Linked DNA regions of Mus musculus: region 2 is linked to region 1. A link is a contact called in public HiChIP or PLAC-seq data. All regions are on one chromosome and are shown on one strand. The core of a region is the stretch at or near the end of the contact, and the rest is flanking DNA. Distances in the headings are between cores, read along the strand shown.

Region 1 (4,191 bases), core at 605-3,104:
ACCCACAGGTTTTGGAAACCACATTGTGTGGTGCTGTAAGCCACAGATGTTGCACCAGACACTGTCACCACCCAGAGACAACAGTGCCTAGCTAGCCATACCCAGGACCCATCCTCTGGCAAGGACACGGGCAGCTTTGAGGGACTTTGTTTGACAAGAGCAAGAACGTGTTCGTGTTCTCCCTCCGTGCTTCCTTCTTTCCGTCAACTTCCTGCTGAATCCTAGTGCTCCATTGCAGAGGAAGCTGGAGGGACAGCGGGCCTGTGACTGTCTATATCCAAGCAGGTGGGCTGAGGCTGCTGGATAGGGCTCAGGGGGATCTATAGGAGACGGATGATGTCTACCTTGGAGCCCAGGATCAGCTTGCTGTTCCCCATGGCCTCCTGTCCTGCTCTGATCCTTGGTATTTATCTTAGTCCTTAGCCCTAAGCTTCTGTCGCAGTGACACCGTGAGGACACTCAGGTCACCTCTTGATCTTGCCTGGGCTGTTTCCCGCCCATCACCTTCCCGTTGCCTAACGCCTCCTCCTCACCCTCCAGCATGATCCGTCTAATGCAGGGGGTGAGAAGCGCCTCCTCCATCTTCCCGGGCTTCCCTTCCTCTGCCCCAGCTCTCAGCAGCCTGCTGCACACTACGCACCCCTGCAGGACCTGATCGACCCTCTCAAATAAAACCCAACGTCCATAAACCCACCGTCCTTTTCAGTGCTCGGGATGACACGCATCTCTCTCTTCCCTTTGGCCTTCGAGGCCCTTTTTCATCTGCCCGTAGGCCCAACTAGTCTCACCTTAACCTCTGCACACTGCTGCCCTGCACCTCGGGACACACCCCTGTGTGCTTGCTCCAGCTTAGGCACCTTCTGTTCCTTCAGAATGCTCTTTGTCTGACTCAGTCAGTGCCACTCACCCCAACTCACTCCTTATGTCATATCCCTGTCTACTCTGTCTTCTTCCTTGAGTCAAGGTGGACATTTAATTCTTAAGAAGTAAGGGTCATGATCACAAATACATGAGGGCATGGGGGGGGGGGCTTTCTGTCTCTCATGGTATTGGGAACCTGAGAGCTAAGACCTATGCCTAAGGTCTACACGCAGAGACAGAGACAGGCAGGCAGGCAGGCAGACAGACAGACAGACACACACACACACATGCTCACTACACAAGCTACAGTACCTCAGCCACCCTCTAAGTGAAGCGGGCACATTGGCCCATCCTGCATTCTGGACCTTTTTATTTGGAGATGGTCAAGATTATTAGCCATCACTGCCTGTAACAGATTATTATAATAGTTATCTGCTTTAAGTAACACTTACTGACTCCAAGTGAGTTCCTGAGGGTGGGCACCTGGGAGTGACTTGGCTGGTGGCTCTGGCTCAGGGACCCTCTGAGTGGCAGCTAGGCTGCTGACTAGGCTGAACCCTGGAAAGCTTGCATGGGGACTGCAGGGCTCACCTCCACACCCACTCACATGACTGATAAGTAGGAACCTCCTTTCTTTGCCGTGGGGTCTCTCTGTGGGCCTCTCCATGGGCCACCAGTGCTGGGCTTCTCCTAGAAGGAGTGAGTGTGAAGAGAGGGGCCAGCTGCCTTTTGTGACCTCTGAGTCACACAAGCCTATTCTGCCTCAGTCTGATGGCTATGTGTGAGTCACCCTGCTCAGTTCACACTCCCTCTAGGGTGGGAGGAGGGGAAGGTGGTGACAACTGCCACTGTAATGAGACAAGCCCTTAGACTCGCAGTCGGGCTTTCTCCTGACCCCCATGCTGCAGCATGAGGCGGCCTGCCTGGAAGACACTGAAGGACAGATACCCAGCTGGCCAAGGAGAAAGCGTGAAGAGGGGTGGGGCAGGTCTGAGCAAAGGTTGGAACAGGAGCCATAGCTGTGACCCCCAGCCTGGCTGGCACGGAGGACAGGCTTGCCTTTAGTCATGACGCTGCCAGGACGGAAACAGGAGAAGGGGAAAGACTTGAGGAAAAGGACTCGCCCTCTCTCACATGACCTTAGACTCCCCATGTTACAGACACCAGCAGCACAAGCCAGAAGTGTAGGACTCTGAGCTCACAGGAGGGCTTTGTGTTCAGGTTCAAGGGTGCTTTTCATGGCCGCAGCCTCTGAGCTGGAGAATATTGGTTACAGCAGTTGGATTCCCTAACGCTACACATAGAACAGGCTCAAGCACTAATCTTCACATTCCCCCACCTCCTGGCCCTCTGGGAGCCTCCCCTGGGGTGCCCCACAATATGCAGAAGACCGTCTCTTCCACTTCAACACACATGCAACTACACACAAGATTTGTCAGTGTGATACAGCGGGTCAGGAGTCCTCCAATGATGGGGATGGCTGGAGTCTCCTCTGGAATCAGACTGCCCTTTGACCCGAGAGAAGTTCTCAGACATCATCACCCAAGGGGACAAAGGGCTTGCTGAGGCCCAGCCTGTCTGATACTGCTTTATGGTGACTTGGGTGGCAAATAGGACAGGGGTCAGTCAGCCCAGTAGAGCCTGTGTCCACGTGGCATGGGCCAAGGCTCACCTTCCCACGGGCGCTCCGTTTTCTTAGGACAGAGGGAAGGAAGGAAACTGCTGAGTGAGCAAATCAGACAGGAGGGCGCTGTGGGGATGTTGCTCGACTGTGATGTTCAGAGATCAAGGGTGAGAAGAGGACTTTAAGGGGTAGGTCCGTGTTCAGCAAACTTTTATCAAGACCTCATGATGGACCAGAAACTGGCATTGAAAGTGGTGACCCAGGAGAACCAGTCCCTGACTTGTCCTTGCTGGCTGTCCTATAGAACCTCACCATCAGGGAGGCAGGGACTCCTTCCCAAAGTTGAAGGTGGCCCGGAAGAGCTTGGAGCTGGTGTGGGGCGTGGGCCAGGCCACATGGGCAGGTAGAATGGGCTGAACTAGGCAGCTATGTTTTGCTTTTAATTTGGTAATTGTTCTGAGGCACGGTCTCACTTTGAAGCTGTGACTGGCCTGGAACACACTTAGGTAAATCAGGCTGACCTTGAACTTGCAGAAATCCAACTGCCAATCTGGAGTGCTGGGATGAAAGGTGTGTGCCACCACATATACGTTTATTAAAGAAACCAAAATCCTCACTACATTCCCTTTTCCCAGGTCCTTCCCCCTTCATCTCCCCTCAGAAAAGAGCAAGGCTTCCAGGGACATTGATCAAATATGTAGCAAGCTACAGTAAGATCAGGCGCACATTCTCACATCGAGGCTGATGAGGCAACTCAGTAAGAGGAAACGGGTCCCAAAGGCAGGCAAACCATTCAGAGACAGCCCTGCTCCTGCTGTTAGGAGTCCTACAAGAAGATAGAGCTACACAACCATAACTTATATGTGAAGGACCTAGGTCAGCCCATGCAGGCACTCTGATCTCTATGAGTCCACTTGAGTCCCGGGATCAGTTGTTTCTGTGGGCCATGTTCTTTGATACCTCTGGTTCCCCCAATTCTTCCTCCTCCCCCACAGGACTCCCCAAGCTCTGCCTGTTCTCTGGCTGTGGAACACGGCATCTGCTCCCATCAGTTGCTGGGTGAAGTCTCTCTGATCTCTAGGCTCCAGTCCCAGCACATACTGCAGGCAGGACAAACAGTCAGTGGGAGGTTTCATGGCTGGTTTGGTGTCCCAATCCTTCCACTTGAGGTGTTGCCTGGCTACAGAGGATAGCCATTCCAAGATCTGTGTCCCCATTACTAGGAGTCACTGCTAGTGTCACCCCTGTAGATTCGATGGAGTTTCTATTGCACTAGATTTCTTCCCCCTGAAATACACCCCCATTCCAGTCTTTTCTTCCAGTGTTCTCTCCCTCCATCCCCACACCTGACCCCTCCTGTTCCCATGCCCACTCACCTCCAGTCCACCCAGGAAATCTATTCTATTTCCCTTTCCCAGGAATATCCTTGTACTCTCCCACCCCCCACTTAAGCCCCCATTGTTATTTAGCATCTCTGGATCTGTGGATTTGTAGTATGGTTAACAAAACTTTTAAAGTACAAAACAAACAAACAAACAAAACAAACAAACAAACAAACAACCCAGCAACAAATCCCCAGCCCTGTTAATAAAATGTCAGTTAGTAAGGCCAGAAGAGGCCCCTATCTAATTTGAGAGAGTTGTCAGACTGCATCTGGGCTGAACAATGCTTCCTGCTCAAAGTATCTGCAATAGATAAAGGCCCAG
Region 2 (3,878 bases), core at 1,052-3,551, 230 kb before region 1:
AGTGCTTGTCGCCAAGCCTGAGATCTGAGTTTGATCCCCAGGACCCACACAGTGGGAGAAAAGAAACTGACTCAAAAAGGTATGTTTCGACCTCCATGTATGGGCTGTGGTGTGTGCTCATGCACGCATGCGCGGACACACACACACACACACACACACACACACACACACGCACACAGAGACACACACACAGAGACACACACACACACACAAACACACACACACACACACACACACACACACAAGTAATTAAAATAGAAAGGGAGTGTATGCAGAAAAAACCTCACAGAGTATGATTTCTCATGTCTGGATTTTTGGTCACGTAAAAAATGGATGAAGATAAAGTGAGCAGGCAGAAAGGACCAGGATTCCTTAAATACTTCTGTAGAATCTCCAGGCCCTGTACTAATACCCAGAGCCTGGGCAGCCAAGCCAGCCAGGCCAGCCTGGAAACAGCTCCAGCTGGGATCGTCTCTGCCTGGCAGGCCCTGCTGCCTCTGAGATCCCGCAGGATGGTGTGGAAGGAAGGGAAAGGGCCTGGAGCAGGACACAGGGCACCTGAGGGACCCCTCGGGGACCCTTCTGATCTGGCTGGCTCTGTAGAACTGCAAGCTTCTCCCTTAGGATCAAGCATGTGTGACCTGACCTGCTGAGAGCCAGGCACAGCCCCGGGAGGTCACCACAGCATGTGTGCCCGGTCCCCAGATGCCAGCTGATAGATATCCTCTTTCAAGTGTTAGCCATGCAGCTGAGAGAAGAAAGCACCTCCCAGAGTGGGCTGAGGAAGTCCCAGAGCAGTCCTCAGTATGGAGTCATCAGCAGGGACTGCTCTCTTCATCCCAGCAAGACTTCAGTCACCCAGGCCTGGCTCCCAAGGTGCTCCCCTCCCGCTCCGCTCTAACTCAAGTTTGCCTGTGCTCCCTCTCCTTCCTTCTGTCTCCCTGCTAGCTGGGGCAGTCTCCTAGGTCCTGTTTGTTTCCAGACATTTCTGCCTCTTCTTAGAATGTGTGCCTACTTCTAGCCATGCTGTGGTGAAAGAGATGACTCCTCCCCACTCCACTACCACAGCCCCTGGAGCCCCCACCTTCCCATCTCCACCCCTCAGAGCTCCTCATAGGGGATGGCTCTATTTTGGCCAGGACTAGCCCAGGCCTATGACCCTGATCAAGCATAGCAGGTATCAACAACCTATACTCAGCATAGGTGTGTGTGTGTGTTTGTGTGTGTGTGTGTGTATGTGTGTGTGTCAGAGACAGAGAGGGACAGAGAGAGGCAGAGAGAGACAGAGGGGAGGGAAAGGAAGAGGGAGAGGGAGAGAGAGAGGGAAAGGGAGAGAGAGAGAGGGAGAGAGAAGGTTTGGACCAGTTAGTCTGGAATGAACACTGGGGACAGCAGAAGAAGCCACCAGTGCCAGTTTAGTCTTCAAGGGTCACCAAATTAGAGTGGGTTGGGATCAGGCACCTGATGGAATTGATAACACAAATGTTGTAAAATGTATCTGGGAGGGGAGGCTGCCGGAGCTGAGGAGAACCCCTGCCTTGGGATACAGGCTGCAAAGAGAGGGTTCAAATACAGAAAAGGGCTCAAAGAGAGAGAACAAATGAAGGCCAGAGCAAGGGGGTAAAAGCCAAGGAAGGGTGGGCATGCCAAGGGTAGGAATGATGTCTCCCACAGTAGAAGCTGAGGTGACTGTCCCATGGTGGTAGCAGAGAGTCATCAGGACCAGACTGGGACAGTCTGGGCTATCCCAGACACCATCACCAGAACTCAGGGATACAGTAGAGAAGGCGGAGCGAAGGCAGAGCGGGTGCTGTTGAGTGCCTGGCCGCAGGGCAGAACACTAGGCCTCCCATTCACCCTGTGAGACCTTACACATGTTGTCTAACCTCTGGGTTTTGCCCCTGCAGCGCAGGATGGTGGCCATGCGTACTCTGCAGGGCTGTAAGGGTTAAGGGAGTGAATGCAAACTGGGCAGGCCGTGCCTGGCCCAGTAAGAGTTCAGTGGAATAGCAGAGCAGATACAGAGGCGAGCCAGGGGGAGGGACCACCCAGGCTACCCTGTGCTTCCAGGCCTCTGTTCCCCTCCCCCTTAGAGCAGCCTTCCATTACCTTGTGTATCCAGTGCAGGTTCAACTGCTGCCCCACAGCGATGTGACATAGTGCCAGGACCTGAAGAGAGGCCCAGGGGGCCAGTCAAGCCACCACGTGTGCCTAGAAAGCTTGCCAGCTCTCCAAACACCCTGCCCCACACTCCTGCCCTTGGTGTGACCCTAGGCAGGCAACACACCCTCCCCACAGGCACCAGGAATGCCCGGGCCAGCCCTGTCCAGGCCTGGCTTCCTTCCAGATTACTCCAGGCCTCAAGCCTCCTCCTTTGGGAATTCCCCTGTGAAAGGTCCCTGGGTTCGGCTGCAGGAAGACTGCCCTGCATAACACTTCAGCTTGTTGGGAGATTCAGAGGCAGATCTGAGCCCTGCCCCCAAGGAGCTGCCAGTGCTGAGTGTGCTCAACCCGAGTCTCTCAGTGTGGAGGGCACTGTGGGTAGGCAGCCCAAGCAGTTTCTGGAAGACGTCTGTAGTAGATGCTGAAAGCCAGAATGGCTCCTCTGCCTGGATGGCAGGGAGGGGCTTTCAGAGGGACAGCCGAAGGAGACTAGGAAAATGAGACCTCCTCCTGCCAAGCAACACCGAAGGAGTCCGGGTGGACAATAGCCCTATACCCCTGTAGACCGCCAAGCCTGCTCCTCCTGGGAGCAGAGCCACCAAGGGACCCTCCCCCAACCCCTCCATACCAGGAGGCCTGCGATGTATGTGAAAGCAGCAGCCGAGGTCACCAGGATGGGCACGGACCAGTCGCTCCAGTAGCCCATGCGGTTGTAGAGGTACCTGGTGGGAGAAGGACAGAAGTCAGACAGACCTCCACTGAGCCATGGCCCAGCCAAGGATCTAGGACAGTCTCAGCTCTCAGGAAGCTGCAGTCGGAGAACCACAAACGGGCCCTTCCCGCCCTCTATCGGCAATCAGTGTTTCCTTTATTGACAGTCATGCCTACTTCTGGTGGGCACTCAGAAAGCAAGAAGCAGAATCGGCCAGAGTCACCATTCTGAAGGCCACTACACTTCCTTCCCATGGGCCCCTGCACTGCACCTTTATTCGCGCATGAACAGCGGATCCGGGATAACCACCCCAGGGCTGTTCCACACACCTGTGCCCGCCACCCTCAGGAGCATGGCCAGCACAACCCTGAGGGATGAACACACTCTGAGATCTAATCCCCACACTGCCTCTTGCTGGCTCTTAGGACCTTGTGGCAATGACAGGTGTTACAGAGCCCAAGATGCCCTTGACTGTGCCATTCACCTCAAGTTCAATGGCAAAACGTGAAAATGTGGAGCCTTAGAGGTGGAGATCTGTACCACTCCAGTTTGCTCACCTGGAGGATGGAGATGGTGGAACGCCCATCATAGGGCTTCAGGGAGTGAAGGGAGGGAGGCTTGTGGCAAGGACATAACAAACTCTTCCTAACATGAGCATTCACTGAAACCAGAAAAAGTGCTGAGAAAATGTGATTTAAAAAAAAAAAAAACCAAAAAAACCAGCACGTGGTCTTCTTGAACTCATGGGCTGAATATAGGCAGCTTCCCATTAATGAAACTTCCTAGTTTGCATTGATTCGCTGTATAAGCTAACACAGAGATGAGAAAATGGCCACATCTCTTTGAATTTCTTTTTTTTTTTTTTTTTTGGTTTTTCTTTTGGTTTTTCGAGACAGGGTTTCTCTGTGTAGCCCTGGCTGTCCTGGAATTCACTATGTAGACCAGGTTGGCCTCGAACTCAGAAATCCGCCTGCCTCTGCCTCCCGAGTGCTGGGATTAAAGG

The links. HiChIP or PLAC-seq counts read pairs in DNA pulled down with a chosen protein or histone mark.
Region 2: a contact with region 1 is called in a FOXA1 HiChIP or PLAC-seq map of pancreatic cancer cells. The contact joins two enhancer-like sites. A contact is called at or near these places in 5 of 39 promoter capture datasets (the 3T3-L1 cell line, the C10 cell line, the SN4741 cell line and 2 more), 2 of 15 datasets of contacts at CTCF or cohesin (large pre-B cells and pro-B cells), 16 of 484 Hi-C or Micro-C datasets (the 63-12 cell line, B cells, the N1E-115 cell line and 7 more), 4 of 115 datasets of contacts at active chromatin or transcription factors (bone marrow-derived dendritic cells, embryonic stem cells, large pre-B cells and 1 more) and 1 of 9 other capture datasets (liver).

The regions. Positions count from the first base shown.
Region 1 is chr7:99,213,219-99,217,409 of GRCm38.p6, reverse strand. No RefSeq gene overlaps it. Among named protein-coding and RNA genes, the nearest start is that of Mogat2, 23 kb to the left of the region's middle. Within about 2 kb of position 1,854, at least 108 of the 459 cell types and tissues checked have an H3K27ac peak or open chromatin away from gene starts, as enhancers often do. A contact at or near this core is called in the N1E-115 cell line, the SN4741 cell line and pancreatic cancer cells, where this site is marked.
Region 2 is chr7:99,440,179-99,444,056 of GRCm38.p6, reverse strand. It overlaps Gdpd5 (glycerophosphodiester phosphodiesterase domain containing 5), which reads right to left. Exons shown (of 18, transcript NM_201352.3): 6 at 2,792-2,885; 7 at 2,110-2,169. Among named protein-coding and RNA genes, the nearest start is that of Klhl35, 24 kb to the left of the region's middle. Within about 2 kb of position 2,301, at least 78 of the 459 cell types and tissues checked have an H3K27ac peak or open chromatin away from gene starts, as enhancers often do. A contact at or near this core is called in the N1E-115 cell line, the SN4741 cell line and pancreatic cancer cells, where this site is marked.